2 separate regions of the Danio rerio genome follow, and region 2 is linked to region 1. Evidence: chromatin contacts called from public Hi-C data. All regions are on one chromosome and are shown on one strand. The core of a region is the stretch at or near the end of the contact, and the rest is flanking DNA. Distances in the headings are between cores, read along the strand shown.

Region 1 (4,648 bases), core at 1,500-3,999:
GTTGAAACTAAAATCCAGGAACTAGTTTGGTGACCCCTGGCTTAGAGGGTCACAAGTTATAAATGCATAGTTATAGATGCATAAAAATTAAATTTCCAGGCTCAAAAATGTCATTTGTGACCCCTAAGTGAAGAGGGCCAAAGATTATATCAGCCTCTAAAATTTGAGTTTAAAATGTGTAAATGTGAGTTGCATGGTCAAAGACATGGAGGTGAATGAATCGACATTCAAGAGGGACGAGCTTGACTCAGGGGAGAAGATGTGGGTGGAAACAGGACCTCGGTGACTGAAACACATTCTCAGCCCACATCTGCTCAGGCACGCAGGGACACATAAAATACAGTCATACTATACGCTCCGTGGATGAGCTAATACGAAAGCGAGAGTCATGATGGAACAAAAAAGTTCTTGAGTCAGCTCACACTAGGTGAAAAGATTCATAAGTATGATCTAATAGCGGTCAGTATCTAGCTGTCCGTGTGCCATCGGCAGCACTGCAGTGCCATGCACCAAACTGTACAAAGCCTGAATGAAGCTCTTCCTCCAGAGACGGGACAATGACAGCTCTGTGCTCGTGGACACATACGCTGCTCTGTTCAGTCTGGGTTTTATCAGTTCAGCCTTAAAGTACCACGACAGCTTGTTCAGAGAAACAGATGCTGCTTAACTTGTCATGAGATACTGAATCTGAGCATGAACATTTACTGTATTAGCATGATACAAAAGCCTTAAAATTAATCATTTACATATAGAAAAGGAGTCCATCAGTTTCTTTAAAGCAGAGGTTGAAATAAAATAACCGCTCAGAGGGAAAACTCAGGGGATTTGCCCATTCATTTTTTACAATGGAATAAGCCTGTGGCTTTTTTGTGTATTTGATCATTGACAGTTTTAAAAATATGTATGAATTAGTCTAATTGGACTCGTTTGTTTATTTTTGGTAAATTTGTCAAATGAAATCAATCAATCAATCAATCATTAATGCAGGATAAAGTCTGTCTCATACTTAAAATGACAACTATAATGTTCACTATTTTAGTCCAGCAAACTACTAAAGCTATCAATAGTACCCAGCAGAAAACTTGAACAACATGTGAAAAAACACGTAAAAAAATGAAAATTGGCTTGATATTTCTGCTGTGGCAACCTCAGATTAATAAAGGGACTGAGACGAAAAGAAAATTCTTGGATATTTAGGCCTAAACCAGTCAGTATAACCAGTAAAAATATAACTTTGTTTTTTTTTTAAAGACAGTAATGGTATTATTTTTACCTTTAAAATTTTTAACTTTAGAAAGCTTTTTTTTTATTTTTTTTCATCTGAAAGCCTTAATTGCAAATGTACACTAGAATTTGTATTCGTACCTACAATGCATGTAAACTACTACTTTGATGTCAAAACAACATCAAATGGACATCTAATATTGGTGTCCACAAAATTACAGGATACATTTTATATGTTAGCAGTCAGTTAGATGTCGTTTTTGGCATCAAGGTAGTCAATTGACATCAAATCAATTAGCATTTTTCACATTTCTTTCAATTAAGGTGCTTTAAGCATAATTAAGCATATATTAATGGGAAACCCAAAAAGAAAACTAATACTTTAAATCGTGCTTTAAATCGTTATTTTTTTTCCAAAATTTTGGGATTTACACACTTTAAAATTGGCATTGATGGTTTCAAGAAGAACACTTAACTTTCATAACCATTTCCAGTTCAAAAGTTTCTTAATAATAAATGACAATGTTCTTTAGAAAAAAAATGTTTTTTTTTTTTAAAGAACTAATTACTAAAAAGATCTTTTTGGGAACCCAAAATTATTCTTTTATCCTTCATTTCCAGAGCCTTTTTTAAATCAAAGATATGAATAGCATGTTTCAAATAACACATTGATATTTGTTTATTTTCTAAATAGCTGTTGGTGAATGATAATTGCTAACCTAAAACAAAACAATAGACATTCCATTCAATGTTTTTTAGTGTTCTTGAGATATTGCTGTAGTTTATATTTTCTATCTATTGATCTACTACCTCATGAGCAACTTTAAATACGTAATTGTTTTAATATCTATTTTAGAGTACTTCTCTTAAATACACTGAGTAAAAAAGAAGATTACAAACATCATATTTAGCATGATAGTCTTCGCTGTTGACACTCTTCCATGACAGGAGTAATTCAGAAGCAGCTGACTCACAACTCTCAGCTCAAGCCTGAGAAAACGGCCACCATAATCAAACATACATTGTGTTTCTGACAGTGACATCATCACACTGCTTTTACAACCAGTCATGGTGAAAGACGTTCCAGATAACAACGAAAGATTTGTCATTAAACTTAATAAATAAATGTGAAAATATTAAATGCAAAAGTAGAAGTGAAATAATAAATTCTGCTAAAATCATATATGTGAATAAGTGTATACTTTCTATCTTTCTTCTCTTTTAAAATAAATAAAAAATGATCTTCCTTACCCTTTTTTCAGTGGATTCAGTCAATGTTCCTTTGTGTCTGTTTTCAGTTTATTAAAGCATCATAATTGTGTTCTTTGTCCATGTTTTCTCTTCTATGCCACAACACAACACCTTAATATTGTTACTGTATATTAGAAAAGGAGTCCACCAGTGTCCTTAAAGAAGAGGTTGAAGTGAAATACCCTCTCAGAGGAAAAATTCTGTCCAAAATAACAAACAGAGCTCTTGACTGATGTCAGTCACTGCTAGTCACATGAGCAGAGACTACGTGACTGATTTATTAGCACTGAAAACAACACTAAAATCACCATGTTTGCACTTTAAAAACACCGCACAATTTTGAGTGAAAATTTCTATGCTTGCTTGAGATATATTTTAATTCCACTAAAATCCACTTTTAAAATGTTAAATGGGGTTATTTTCAGACCTTATCACATTCACATTCAGAATGGCTTATGTTGATTGGACTAAAAATGACTGATTAATGATTGAATGTTGATTGGACAATGAAATCAAGTTGGGCCAACTAAAAAAATTTACAAATAAGTCATATTTTGAACAGGGAAATTGAATGAAAATGTCAGAAACTATTACTAAATAATTGGTTGAAGCTACTTGAATTTAATCTTAGATATTTAAAAAGAAGAAGTTGTGAGATACAGTGTAATATGAGATTTTGTTTCTGTCATTTAATAGATATTTTCAGTTTTTCTAGTATTTACATTTTCAGTATATAATATGGGTAAATAAAAAAACACCTGCAGTGGAATGAACCGCTAAGTTATCCAGCATGTATTACACAGCGGATGCCCTTCCAGCTGCAAATCGGTACTGGGAAACACCCATAAACTCTCGCATTCACACTCTACTGACAATTTAGTTCAATTCACTTAAAATGCATGTCTTTGGACTGTGGGGGGAACTGGAGCACCCGGAGGAAACCCACGCAAGCACGGGGAGAACATACAAACTCCACAGAGAAATGCCAACTGACTCAGCTCGGACTCAAACCAGCAACCTTCTTGCTGTGAGGCAACAGTGCTGACCACTAAGCCACCATGGCACCCCTATTTCATTTTCTTCTTTCTGAATTAACTACATGACAGACAATCAGTGCTTTTGGATAAATCACATAAAGTGCATGTTTTATTTAATTTCATAACCTTGACAAATGACATACCAATACAAGAAATGAATTCATATATAAATACATTACATTGTAATAATACATATTCACATCCAAACACATTTACAAGCTTTTGGTGGTTTCATTGCAGAAGTGCTTAATACATTCAGTCTGTTTAAACAACAGATTCTGTTTTTTGAAAGGTTTTTACAAGTTTTTACACATTTCTGTAGAGACAATAACAGTTTTTATTTTCTTTTAGAAATGTACAGGCTCCCAAACCCCTGTTGCCATGTAAATGTACGGATAAAACAATGTTTTGTGTTTCATTTGCATGATGGTGTTGATGGTGCATGTACTATAACATGGCTGTGTTTTTGATTTGTAACAAGGCCCTCCATAATCCTTTTTACCTTATTCTTCACATACAAGCGGGCGCAGCCATTTGAATCTTTTTGGCTGGAGACTCATTCACTTTCATTCGTTTTTAGATGATAAAAACAGCTCGTTTTGCTGCTTGATGTTGCAAACTGTATGACTTTGCTTTATCTGTATAATCATGCAATCACTTGTTTGTAGAGCAGGAAGTTTTACTGTTTTCTGTGTTTTAATATTCCTGGTCATTTCTCCCATGGCTGAATCAGAAGTTCTAAAACAATCACAAAAACGAGCGCACTTTTGCATTGAAGAATAAGGTCAATATAAATGTCTACACTTGGAGGAATCTATTTGAAAATGGCATTTTCACCTAAAAACATCCCATGTCCACACTATCACGTTCAATCATTTCCCAAAATCTGGTCATCCAGAAATGACAGAAAACGCTGCAGTACTCTGTATGCGTTACGACCAACACAATCTCACGGCAATTCGTAACTTTTTCATTCAGTGGCTAATTCGTATAAATTTGTACAATCTAATTCGTACAATTTAGTACGATTTGCTTATCCCCCAATGACGGTTGGGGTTAGGGGTGGGGTTAGGTGCCACGCCTCCTTTTTAAAATCGTATCATTAGCCACTAAACAGGCAAAACGTAAAATACTTA
Region 2 (4,648 bases), core at 1,519-4,018, 140 kb before region 1:
CAGGTCATTGTCTTCCTTATGGTGGTCTGCCTGCTCTACATCATCTACTCCTGCATGGACGAGCAGCTCTCCAGTCCTTTCACTGCTCTTCTCGATGGTCTGCATGAATCGGCTCTCACATGCATCTCATCCTTCACTGGCGCTTAGCTTTGATGCACTGATGCCAAACGAGGATGTGTCGATTTAATCTCAGGGTCTAGTCCAGCAAATGTCGTTCAAATTATCTTTTATAAACTAGTGTCAGAGGAGATTTTTGTTGAACCGAGTGGAACTAATATACATAACTCCACCATGCTTGCTTTTGAAAGACAGAATAGGGTTTTAAAACTTTAAAAAGGATGTGTTGTCGGCTAGCCCTTTGCATGGATTTTTTTTCTGGTTGATCTTATACAGACGTGTGTTTTATACTGTTTTCTTTACTTGAAAGTTACAGAGGTTATTTATACTCTTGTTGTCCATCCTGATACAGATACCTGAACTTGTACAGAGACAATCACATTCTACTTACAGTCTTACAGAAGTCATGATCACTTTGCTTTTAAATGTCTACTTTGTGTTTGGTGGTTTTATTTGTGAATAAATAAATTTGTTCTCCAAAGCTTTGTGTTTTCATAAAAGCACACAAATAAACCTCCTATTAAGGGGTTGTCGAAAGATTATTTGGAATGGTTGACAAACATTCAGTAGGAAAGTAATATTTTATAGCAAATACAAAACATTCTGGTTGTGTATTACAAATCCTACTATTTTGTTAAATTTTAATTGTCTACTTGGGATTAATGTTTTTTTTAAGAACCAAACCCCACTAACATTTTAAACGGCTAGATAAATAAATATAACTATTAGTAAATAATGTTTTACCTACGGAAAACAGGTAGCCCACTGTTTATTCTGATTTTGCATACAAACCCCATACACTTGCCTGTCTCACGCACGTTTCACTATCAAAAAAACTATATTTTTGTACTTCGTAGACAAAATGGCTGCAAGACCGCTATTCTACATACACTTATATAAGTCGCTTGTGATGGATTTATATTATGAATGTACGGCAATCTCATTGGCCGAGGCTCAACCGGAAGTCAGGTGACCCCAAATTGGCGGTTGCTCTCTATTTTCATCAGAAAACCTTCCTGTCAAGGTTATTTGATTATTTATCATCGTATTAATTTGTGATTACATTATGGCTACTATCAAAATGTTCAGGAAATGTGTGAGACCATGTACTCATCGTATTGCAATGGAGGACACGCATGAGTTTTGTATTCTGTGCTTGGGCGCAGAGCACGCTCGGGCGGCTCTTGCAGGCTCTGACTGCGCCCACTGCCAGCGTTTCACGGTACCCAAGCGCCGGTCCCGACTGGCTGTGTTTACCAATTTAGAAACCCGTGCATCTGCACCCCGTGTTTCTGGCCCCGTGTCTGCTGAAGCGGTAAGCATGGCCTCCGCAAACGAGCGCGCAGCCGCAGGTGCTCGCCCACACTCCGAGCAACCCATTCTGGATGCGAAACCGGACCTTGTAACAACTTCCAGTCTAAACGAGAACCAGCTTCCAGCATCAAAAAGGTTAAACATCAGGTCAGCACAACATGTTATACCTGCTAAGCATCAAGGTTACTTTGAGATGCTTGATGTTGTTACTCGGGCTGTGGCTAGACTGAGTCTTGACTGGCCACGAGACCCCATTGAGAAACCCAATCGGCTGAATGGGATGTATATCATTGCAGACCAAGCTCACCCCTCAAAGCAGAGCCTTCCATTCTTACCTGACACCCACAGAGAGTTGTCAAGGTCATGGAAGACTCCTTACGCGGCCCCAGTATATCACCCAGTGCTGTCTTTCTCCTCTAATGTCGTGGGGTTGAAAGAGCATGGCTATGTAGCCATGCCTAAGGTGGAACAGGCGTTAGGGAACCATCTCTCCCCTTCCACCGCATCGTTTTTTTGCACCCCAACATTGCCTCCAGGGCCCTCTCAAGTGACCTCTCGTCTGGTTGGTAAGGCGTATAAAGCTGCAGGTCAAGCTGGAGGTGCGTTGCACACTCTGTCAGTGTTACAGGCGTACCAGGCCAAGTTGCTGAAGGACCTGGACACAGGCAAGGGCATTGGTCCTGAAGCGGTTACCGAAGTCCGCAAAGCCATTGATTTGTCACTTCGAACCATCAAGCAAACAGCCCAAGCCATTGGGTACTCTATGGCTGCAATGGTTGTCACCGAGAGACATCTCTGGCTGGATTTGTCCTCTCTGAAGGAAAGTGACAAAATTTTCCTCCTCAATGCCCCGATATCTCCATTTGGCCTGTTTGGGAATGCGGTCGATGAAGTTCTTGAAAGGTTTGAGCAAGACAAAAGGCTTTTTCCAGTGTTAAGACAGTTCCTCCCTCGTCGTGTACAGGAGCCTGCAGCTTCACCCAGCAGACACTGGCATGAACTTAGCACTTACAGAGAGGATCTGAAGGCCAGTGTGGCGGCTCGACTCCCTCCTCCTAGACGCAGACGGGCCAGGCGTCATGCTCGACGCTTCTAAGATGGCTTCTAAAAATAGAAGAAACCTTATTTAAATAGTTACTCAAATTGTGTTCATTAGTTTTAAGTGTTAAAATATTTGAGTTTTTTGTTAATCCAAAAAAAAAAAAATCCAAAAAATAAGTTGGTCTAAGATAAGTTGGTCTTTACGTTTTGTTATTGGTGTTATATCACACCAGCAGAGGCCCCTTTGTTGCGTCATCAGTGAGGCTATAAAAATATGAACCCTGATCTTACACATGATTGTCATTTTTTGCTGAACTTTTGAAAGATGAAGACCAAATTCACCAAGAAGACTGTTTTGAAGTTTTTTGGGATACTGTTTGCAATCCTACTACTTTCAGTTTTAATTTTGTTTTCGGTTGTGATCGGTAGAACATTTACTTTTAAAGTGAACAGAGAGCTTGGTCAATGGGAAAATACAAGCACCATTTATCCCTATTTAAGTCCAGAACAAAAAGAGAAGCTACTGGACAACTTTAAAGGTAAGAAAAGAGAATTTATTTAGAAATATGTTTTAATAACTCTTTATAGGATTCAATGGGGATTATTTAATAAATGATTTTAGTGTATATACAGTGCTCAGCATAATTGAGTACACCCCATTTTGAAAATGCATATTTGTATTTATGTCCCAGTGAATATTGGCGATGTGTTTTTTTTTTTTTTTTTGGTGCATTTAAACAAAACTGATTTATTAAACAGATATATATTTATTAAAATAATATTTCTCACCAAACATATTTAGAAATTAAAAGATAATACAATTAAATTTAAGCAAAATAATGCAAAAACCACAACCCACAAATATACAACTAAACTTTTCACTTTTGATTTTTCTTCTTTTTTAAAATTTGTATTTCATATTTTTCTATAATATAAATTTGGTTGTACTAGTTTTTGGACTGTTATCCTAAGTTATTTTGTTAGATAAGGTCCAGATTTGGCTTCAGTGCTGACTAATCTAATGTAAATGCACAAATATAATATTGCATGGCTTTCTATTAAAAATATGAATTTAAAATGTAGATTTGTGATGGGTGTACTCATATGCTGAGCACTATATGTCAACATTTAAAGTGGATGAAAACTAGAGCTGCACAATTTATCGTTTCAGCATCAATATGATATGATCGTTCGCAATAGTCACATTGCAAGATAAATATTGAGTTTGTATTATAATAGTTTTTGATGCTTATGATTGTATGATTTAAAAAAAATACAGGTATAAGACATTGTGTCATTTGTGACTTTACTTTTACTGTTAGACTGTTTTAGGTTTCTTAGATTTTTGTTGTATCTTTTGGTTGATTATATTTATCGATGGCCAGTATAAGATTCTGATGATATGATAACAAAAACGTCACAGTATTGTAATTGCTGCTCCAAAATAAGTTCTTTTTAAATGTCTGGGTAAAAAAAAAAAACTTTTCCCCCATTGAGCACAATATATTTTATTTTAATAAACATTTAAAATGTTGCCCTAAAAAACTAAATAAAATAGTTGTGAAAAACATGTTTAAAACACAACAACTTATACATACCTTAGGAATAGGATAACAGAAAACTTTGGCAGTTTTAAGACCTTGACCTTTCCAAACCGTGATAACCTTAAAATCAGTTATCGTTCCATGCCTAAACACATGCAAATACAGCAATGTACTGCAAATAGCACAGACCACAATTAAAATGTGTTGGGGGGGGGGGGGACCCCAAAAAAGTTTACAGATTGTTTATTAGATTTTATGGAGATGCAAATATTAAACATCAATCATCGACAAAACACATTCAAGAAAATACTCGCAACACATACAAATACAGAAATGCACTGCAAACAGCACAGACCACAATGAAACTGTCAGGGAAATTTAGAGATTGTTTTATGATAATGATTTTATGGAGATGCACTCCCACTGATCACAATTGATCTAACATTATAAATTATTTCCAAATAAAAATATTAAGTAATCTGGTGAAATATTGCAACAGGGCTGGGCGATTAATCGAAAAGTAATCGATTATAGGTTCTAAATGTTGATCTCAATCAAATTTTTTCAGGTCATTTTTTTTAGTTACTTTCCCTACAGCTCTGTTAAGGCTGATTTAAACTTCTGTCAAACGC

Evidence for each region. A called contact is a pair of places that touch in the nucleus more often than the background predicts.
Region 2: a Hi-C map of embryo shows a contact between it and region 1, with 1.8 times the contacts expected there. The contact joins the promoter of pm20d1.1 here to the promoter of nfascb in region 1. A contact is called at or near these places in 7 of 18 Hi-C or Micro-C datasets (caudal fin, embryo, hematopoietic stem cells and 2 more) and 1 of 4 datasets of contacts at active chromatin or transcription factors (caudal fin).

Annotation. Positions count from the first base shown.
Region 1 is chr23:20,792,730-20,797,377 of GRCz12tu, reverse strand. It overlaps nfascb (neurofascin homolog (chicken) b), which reads right to left and starts at 2,749. Exons shown (of 28, transcript XM_068216883.2): 1 at 2,476-2,749. It also overlaps the pseudogene LOC559664.
Region 2 is chr23:20,929,921-20,934,568 of GRCz12tu, reverse strand. pm20d1.1 (peptidase M20 domain containing 1, tandem duplicate 1) reads left to right here and starts at 2,768. Exons shown (of 13, transcript NM_001037371.2): 1 at 2,768-3,011. The coding sequence starts at 2,798. It overlaps lemd1 (LEM domain containing 1), which reads left to right. Exons shown (of 6, transcript NM_001002606.1): 6 at 1-598. The coding sequence ends at 147.